Regions from separate parts of the Mus musculus genome. Here region 1 is linked to region 2. A link is a contact called in public Hi-C data. All regions are on one chromosome and are shown on one strand. Each heading gives the region's core, a stretch centred on a gene start, on an enhancer-like site or on the middle of the called end of the contact. The rest is flanking DNA. Distances are from core to core; before and after follow the strand shown. Region 1 has its middle 12 kb from the start of Gm25375. Region 2 holds the start of Fam43a (family with sequence similarity 43, member A).

Evidence for each region. A called contact is a pair of places that touch in the nucleus more often than the background predicts.
Region 1: a Hi-C map of the N1E-115 cell line shows a contact between it and region 2, with 5 times the contacts expected there. The contact joins the enhancer-like site here to the promoter of Fam43a in region 2. A contact is called at or near these places in 14 of 39 promoter capture datasets (the 3T3-L1 cell line, 3T3-L1-derived adipocytes, the C10 cell line and 7 more), 2 of 484 Hi-C or Micro-C datasets (the N1E-115 cell line and bone marrow-derived macrophages), 16 of 115 datasets of contacts at active chromatin or transcription factors (astrocytes, bone marrow-derived macrophages, embryonic basal ganglia and 9 more) and 4 of 9 other capture datasets (adipose tissue, embryonic stem cells, liver and 1 more).

Annotation. Positions count from the first base shown.
Region 1 is chr16:30,899,000-30,903,041 of GRCm38.p6, reverse strand. No RefSeq gene overlaps it. Among named protein-coding and RNA genes, the nearest start is that of Gm25375, 12 kb to the right of the region's middle. Within about 2 kb of position 2,426, at least 3 of the 459 cell types and tissues checked have an H3K27ac peak or open chromatin away from gene starts, as enhancers often do. A contact at or near this core is called in the N1E-115 cell line, where this site is marked.
Region 2 is chr16:30,597,203-30,601,061 of GRCm38.p6, reverse strand. It overlaps Fam43a (family with sequence similarity 43, member A), which reads right to left and starts at 1,339. Exons shown (of 1, transcript NM_177632.3): 1 at 1-1,339. The coding sequence starts at 462.

The sequences.
Region 1 (4,042 bases), core at 1,177-3,676, 300 kb before region 2:
CTAAGCAATGTTTTAATTTCTCCCACTATCTAAGCTTGTGTCAGAAAAGAGGCATTGGGTCATTGTCTGTCCATGTCTGAGGTCTTTGATGAGGTTCAGGACCAAGAAGTTATCCATTACGGGCTAAGGATTACCCTTAGTTACCATAAGTGTGGCACTCAGGGCTGAGCTGCTTTTGCTCTACATCTCTGACACAATAGTCACTCAACACTAATCACCTCAATACCATTTAGAGAGTCTCAGAAGCCAGGTGTGATGGCACATACACACTTCCCAGCACTCAGGAGGCAGAGGCGGAGGCGGAGGCGGAGGCGGAGGCGGAGGCGGAGGCGGAGGCGGAGGCGGAGGCGGAGGCGGAGGCGGAGGCAGAGGCAGGCAGCTCTCTGAGCTAAGTTTGAGGCCTGGCTGGTCTATAGACTGGGTTTGAGGCCTTGCTAGTCTAGTCTTTATACAAAGCTCTAGGACATCCAGGGCTACATAGTGAGACCCTGTCTCAAAAAAAAAAAAAAAAAAAAAAAAAAAAAAAAAGAAAAGAAAAAGAAGAATGAGTTTCAGAGGGATATGGGCAAATCTCAGATGTGACTTTGACTTTGGACAGAGGCTTTGAGTCTTCTGAGGTTATATCAAGTTCTCAATCCTGAGCAAGTCTTATGGCAAGAAAGACAATCTGGGATTACAGGAGAGGTATTTGAGTGTGAGAGAAGAAAAGGCCACTGTTTTCAGGTCTAGCTGATGACAAATTACAGCTAAATGGATGGAGAAGAATTAATGGTATTTGGGGAATGAGAACTAGAAAAAGGAAGAGCTTAGTGAGGGCCCTAGAGGAGGTGGCAGGTGGGAGAAAGGAGAGATCCATGTGGCTGAGAGGGCTGGAACCCTAACAATGTGGAGACCAATGTGAGAACACCCTTACCCGGGGAGTGAGCCCCCTCCGTGAGAACATGAGTGTCCCCACATGGGTCTCCAGAGTCTCCACAACATTCTTGGGACAGAAAGGGAGAGAGGGGGTTGTATGATATTGACAGTCCATTCCAAGATGCATCAACAGCTCTGTTTTAGCTGCTCAAACTCAGTATACAGACCAGCCAGGCCTCAAACTTAGCTCAGAAAGCTGCCTCTGCCTCTGCCTCTGCCTCTGCCTCTGCCTCTGCCTCTGCCTCTGCCTCTGCCTCTGCCTCTGCCTCTGCCTCTGCCTCTGCCTCTGCCTCTGCCTCTGCCTCTGCCTCTGCCTCTGCCTCTGCCTCTGCCTCTGCCTCTGCCTCTGCCTCTGCCTCTGCCTCTGCCTCTGCCTCTGCCTCTGCCTCTGCCTCTGCCTCTGCCTCTGCCTCCCAGGTGCTGGGAAGTATGTGTGCACCATCACACCTGACTTCTGAGACAGGAAATGGCCTCCCAGGCTGGGCTGGCCAGAGGGACATCTTTAGGTTCCTGCAGTCAACCCTGCAAACACCTCTGCTACAGCTGTGTTTGGGACAATCTGTCTTGAGTGAAGCATCAGAGTACATAAAACTGCTCTGTGATCTCAGGAGCTCTGGATGAAAGATACCATCAGGAGACAAGGCTTGGCACCAAGGCCTGGTGGGTTCAATAATTGGACCCATCACACAGTCTGTTAGCTTGGCTCTGTTTCTTGTAAGCAGTGCTGTGAGAAAAAAAAAGCACACTGATGAAGTGTCCCATTCATTTCCTGCCAGAGATCCTATCTGAAAGCAGGGTCTGGCCTCTTGGAGATGTAGCTGGTTCTCACTATGCCTTCCCTCCCACTAAAATACAGAGAGCCATGGGCAAGGAACAGTTTAGTAAGACAAATCCTGTTTTCCATAGATGTTTCTTAAGTATATCTCTTAGCTTGCATAGCCATTGAATATAAGATACCAGACCAATTTAATACCATATCATTTCCTAGCACACATATTTTGATTGATCTGAGAGACTACACTTAAAGGTTCTGAATATGATCGGAGTTGCCATGAATACTTCAGCCAGTAGTTGTAGAATAGCGGCTGATTCAGATCTGGCTTTGTAAAGCTGCCTGGGATGTTTCACCTGCTGTACTGAGCATTGCAGCCAGGAGATGAGGAGTCTGGGAATCAGAGAAGGGAAAGAGGGTACATCTTGGCTTTGCCGGCAGCCCCGAGATAAGATAGCATTTCATATCAACCAGCCCACAGAAATGATTAATAGGGCTTAATACTGCTTTCTGGCCTATTAGAATCTGTCATTAGGCACAGTCAGCTGTAGAGTCGTCCCTTCACTGGGGCTCTGAAAGGCTGTTGCTGAGCAAATCTGGCTCAGAGTCTGTAAGCTGAAGAGAGCACCAGAGCAAGGAGATAGGCACTTTGATCCACAGTCCACTGTGACCCTGAGTTTGGGAATATGGGTGCTTACTGGCATGGCCACATGCTTCCTAGCCACACAATGAACAGGGTGCCCACTGACAGATAGGCACTCTCTCCTTCCATTGCTTCTTTGAGGTAGTACAAGTAGACAGGAGATTGGCCTGGAGTGCAGAGCCCTTGACATTTTCCTCAGAAGCTGGACACAGAAACAGAGGGAAGGGTCTCTAACATGGCAATGCTACCTATGGGGTGATCCAACTGTGCTAGGCAGCCTGTCCTCCATCAGTCTCTTGGAGCCAAGTGAGGCTGGCTGGTCAGTTCCCAGATCTCTCTGCAGCCTGAGCAACTTCTTTGTTCTGTCTTCCCCTCTTTGCATTCTTCATCACCGCAGCTGTCCACTCCCTGTGACCCCTTGTATCAATGACAAGATGTGCATTTGAGAACTCAGATGAGTGGCCTTCTGGTCCCTCTGTCTTGTGCTCACTACGGGTGGTTCTGAAAGAGAATACTGGCCCATGTTACCTTTACATCCACATTTTAGTCAGGGTTTCTATTCCTGCACAAACATCATGACCAAGAAGCAAGTTGGGGAGGAAAGGATTTATTCAGCTTATACTTCTACACTACTGTTCATCACCAACGGAGGTCAGGACTGGATCTCAAGCAAGTCAGGAAACAGGAGCTGATGCAGAGGCCATGGAGGGATGTTACTGGCTTGCTTCCCCTGGCTTGCTCAGCTTGCTTTCTTATAGAACCCAAGACTACCAGCCCAGGAATGGTACCACCCACAATGAGCCCTCCCACCCTTGATGACTAGTTGAGAAAATGCCTTACAGCTGGATCTCATGGAGGCATTTCTTCAAGGGAGGCTCCTTTCTCTGTGATAATTCAGTTTGTGTCAAGTTGACACACAAAACCAGTCAGTCCACTCTGTGTCCTTTACACATGGTAGGGTCAGCAAATGTTTGCTGAATGTGTTAGTTGCTTTTCTGTTGCTTTGAGAAAATACCACAACCAAAAACAACTTAGAAAAGATGGGTTTGTTTTAGCTTACTGTCATGTCACTCTCTCATACTGACAGAGGGGCACAGGCCTCTGAAAGCTAGACCCCAGCTTCCGGAATTATCAGCAGCCAGGGAAAGAGGACCTTGGAGTACCAACTAACTTTGGCCACTTCTTTAGTTCTTTAGAGGATGTGCTGGGTACACATGGCCCAGAGCAACTTCCCTGCTGTGTCTGAGTGAACAGGAGGGCATCCATCTAGAGAGGCTGGTACTGGAAACTGTGAGGCTAGAGATGTAGCATGACTGGGCTACCTGTAGCGGATCCTTCTGGAACCTTGTTTCTCTATTCCAGTCCTTGACCGTCTCCTAGGTCACCATCATCTGCCTCCAACATCCTAGATATCCTCCCTGCCATCTATTCTATTCTAGGCCATCTCTGTCCAACTCTTTGTGGGACCAAAATAGATCGAAACTCGAGCATCTGCAAAAGCTCTTCTATTGTTGAAGTGAATTGTCTCAGGGAATGATAGGGCTTGGAAAGCCATGGATTTTACATACCCACTGAATATATGGATGAGTGGTGTCATGGGTAGGGTTTTACTGCTGTGAAGAGATACCATGACCAAGGCAACTCTTACAAGGACAACATTTAACTGGGCCTGGGTTACAGGTTCAGAGGTTCAGCCATCATCATTAAAATGG
Region 2 (3,859 bases), core at 90-2,589:
GGCGAAGACTTTGGGTAGCCGCGCGTCTGCCACACAGTAGGTGACGCGGTGCAGCAGGTAGAGGTGGCCGGGACGTCGCAGCGCTCGCTCCTCGGCATGCACCATGCGGATGCCTTGCGCACTCACGGTCAGCTTCATCTTAGTCCCTTGACGGCCGGCCTCACTCTTGCTCCAGATCTTGCCCACCGCTAGGTCAGTGCAACCGTCCCCGCGCGCCTGGATGGTGGTGGCATTCCCCAGGTAGAGCACAGTGTAAGTGGGGTCCTCGCTGGTGATGTGCAGCTTCTTGCGCTTGGAGCGGAACATGCTGCCCACCCGGCTGAGCGCGCCTTCCGGGCAGGCTCTCGCCAAGGAGCTGAGCGCGGAGTAGTGCAGGCTCACAGCGTAGCCCTTAGGCTTGGACGCCTGCCGCGGCGGCGCCTCGGCCAGCAGCTCGAACTTGTGCTTCTTCCACGGCAGCATCTCCGGAGGACGCCCGGGAGTGGCTGGGGCGGCGGTGGCCGAGCGCGGGGTGAGAGCCCCGCAGGGCCACCAACCCAGGCTACGCTTGGCCCGGGCAAGCTCGAAAAATAAAACTCAGGCTGGGAGGACCTCCGGGGCAGGGAGATGGAGGCAGGAGAGGCCAGATAGTGCTTGGGAACCCCGCAGGGACTGGGGTAGGATATTAGAAAAAAATATTCAGGAAAGAGAGAGAGAGAGAGAGAGAGAGAGAGAGAGAGAGAGAGAAGCCTAGATGAGGAGGACCAGGACAAAAGTCTCAAACAAGCAACAAAATAAGAGAGCGGAGCGGAAAATATTTTAGAAAAAGGCCAAATGAGTGCGTACAAATAAATAAAGGTGGGCGGCTCGGCCAAAGCAACCGGGATGGTGAGAGAAATAAGCTGGAACTCTTCTTCAGCGAACGTGACACACACACAAGTCTTGGGCCAGGGCCAGGAGCCGCGGAAACTACAGCAGTGCGCCCAGGGGCCGGTGCTCCCCACCCCCAGTGGGTGCAGAAGAGGGCGAGCCCCTTGGCTGGACTGGTCCCTGAATAAGCAGCTTGCCCCAAGTGTGGTCCGAGAGGTCTGGCTGGCCGCGGCGGGCCAAGCACAGCGGTCCCGCAGCTCACTGCATCCTCGCTCCGAGGGGACGCCGGAGACTCGCGCTCGGCCGTCTCGGCCAAGGTAGCGCGGGGTTCGGAGGGCAGGACGCGCACATCGTCCGCTCCGGGGACTGCCGCTACCTCATTGCTTCCCTCCGGGGGTGTCCGGCTCCGCTTCGGGGTTCTCGGCGATCTGCAGCGCGCCCTCTGTGGTCGTGCGCGCGGTAGCCGACTTGCTCGCTTCACATCATTGCCGTCCGGGAGGAAGATCTCGGGTTAATATAGGCCGGCACGAACCATTCACCGCGCGGACAGGGGAGGAGCACAGGAGAGGATCCCTTTAGGGCTGCGACGCCGGACGCAGTTCTGGTCTCTTAAAGGGACCAGGTTGCAGGCACTGGTCGAGAGAAGGGAAGACTAGTCCACTTAGGCAACCACGTTCCAAATTTACCAGCATCTCTTTTAGCTATAGAAACCAAAAGACCTGGAGTTACCCGATAGATAGCAAGAGGAACTTAAACTTTGACACTCCACCCTAGGCTAAATTGCAACTCGCTGAATAAGTCTACGTCTAGATCGAAACTTCTGGAGGAGGCGGTGGAAGTTGAGCTTGTAGGCTCTGGGGAAAATTGCGTAGTATTTTGTCGTTGTGGTGACTGTTGTTGTGTTCCTTCTGTGACAACTTCAAGAGAATTTGCAGGTTCTGTTTACTATTATTCTTTAATAATCATCTATTAAGGAAAATAAAGAGCCAGGCGGTGGTGGCGCACACCTTTAATCCCAGCACTTGGGAGGCAGAGGCAGGCGGATTTCTGAGTTCGAGACCAGCCTGGTCTACAGAGTGAGTTCCAGGAGAGCCAGGGCTACACAGAGAAACTGGGGGGGGGGGGGGGGGGAATCAGGAGGGGGGGGCAAACTATAAGAGAATCAATTTTTTGCCTGTTACTCTTCTCCTGGTGCCATTTATCCGCCGGTGAGCAGCAAGCAGGTAGTGGAAAGTTCGTGGTTAAGATGACTGCCATGAACAATATTGAACACAGTAGTGAATGGTCCCTAAGTTACTTGCTTCCAGTTTCCACCCCCGACCCAAACTGCCACAGACCCTCAGAGTAAGGCACTTTTTCGAGACATATGAAGTTTCTAAGTAAGGCTGTGCTGCTGTTTGTAGAGCCATCACTGATGCAATTTGGGTGACAATGCTTAGTAAAAACTCAGATGATACTTTTCATACTCTTTTTTCACGAGCTAACTGGACAACGTGGGGTTTGTTTGTTCCCCTTTATTTTCCCTCCCCTGAGACAGGATCTGGTTACCTCGATCAGGCTCTACGCACATTTGGATCCTCTTGTCTCCGTCTCCACATTGTGGCATGCACCACCATGTCTAGCTCTAGACAAGATACCCTCACTCGCCGGCTTGCCCCTCTGAACCCTCCACAACCTTCTGGACACCCAGGGGCCAACCAGTAAAAGCTAAACGACTTCTATTTGATGAATGAGACATCCGAGCAAACATATATATATATATATATATATATATATATATATATATATATTTTTTTTTTTTTTTTTTTTGCTGGGTTAACTTCAGCCAGAAAAGCCCAAAGTCCTATGAGAATCTGGGAAAAGAGAAAAGAGAGTTCCCAGTGACTAAGAAAATTAAAGAGGATCCAGGGAGCAAGCGATGTTTGAAAGATGATTTCCCCAAGTGGGAGGGGGATTGGAGGGCTCTCTGAGAGCAGAGGATGATGCAATGCCAAGATTAAAATGCAGACACTTGTATGAGATTCGACAGAGTCAGTGATAACAATAAAGAAATGTTTCCCCATCAAAGAAATGTCCTATAATGGATTTAAAACCCTCTCTCTCTGTAGGAAGAAATGGCCTTTTCCTGACTGGCCGTTAACGAGGGTCCTAGTGCCCAACTTGCCAGCTGTGTGGGTGGGCTAAGGCGGGGGGGGGGGGGGGAATACCAGACACCAGGATGGAACAAACCAGAATTATAATAATCCATCATGCCAACATTGATGTTTCTTTTCTGCCAAAGGGACTGCAATATTGTGCGTATTTGTGTGTGCACACAATAGAAATTATTGTTCAATGCCAATAATGACAACTTGCAAATTCGAAAGAACAAAATATTCTGGGGAAAGCATGCCAACTTAGCCTTCAGCTGAGTGATCCTCTATAATCCCCAACTCTAAATTCTAAACTAGAGCCCATATCCAAGAAGTTAACATTGCCAAGTGTCCAGGATGTCTGAGGGCCAGAAGGGCTTCGGGGAGCAAAAAGAGGACCAAAGCTGGTCTCATCTCCAATGAAGGTATGACTATGGGCTACACCCAGTTACAGAGAAACCAGAGAGAAGCAGCGATAAGGAAGCATCCACTACAGCTCTCTGGTGGCAGCCAGAGCACCAGTCTCAGAGGTACAGGCTGTGTCATGCCTAACTACCTGTTTAATAAGCTTGTTTCGATCTTGGAAGAGCAGAAAGGTTCTAGGTGAATGGGAACACCCCATGTGTGAGTCACGTCCTGGGCTTGTGCTCTAAGACCCAGGAAGGAAGAAACCTTTATATCTCCTGCAGACCTGGACCTTGGATAGCCTTTGGGGGGTCTACCTACCTTGCCGTCTGGAGAACCTGGCCAGCCTCGCTGAACTCTGAGGTCGCAGACCCTCGGTGAGAGGGAGGAGCAGATGACAAGCAGGTTCACAGAGAACCGCTCAGCAGGGTCCTTGGAGAAACTGGTTAGACACTATGGGCTGAATTTTCAAT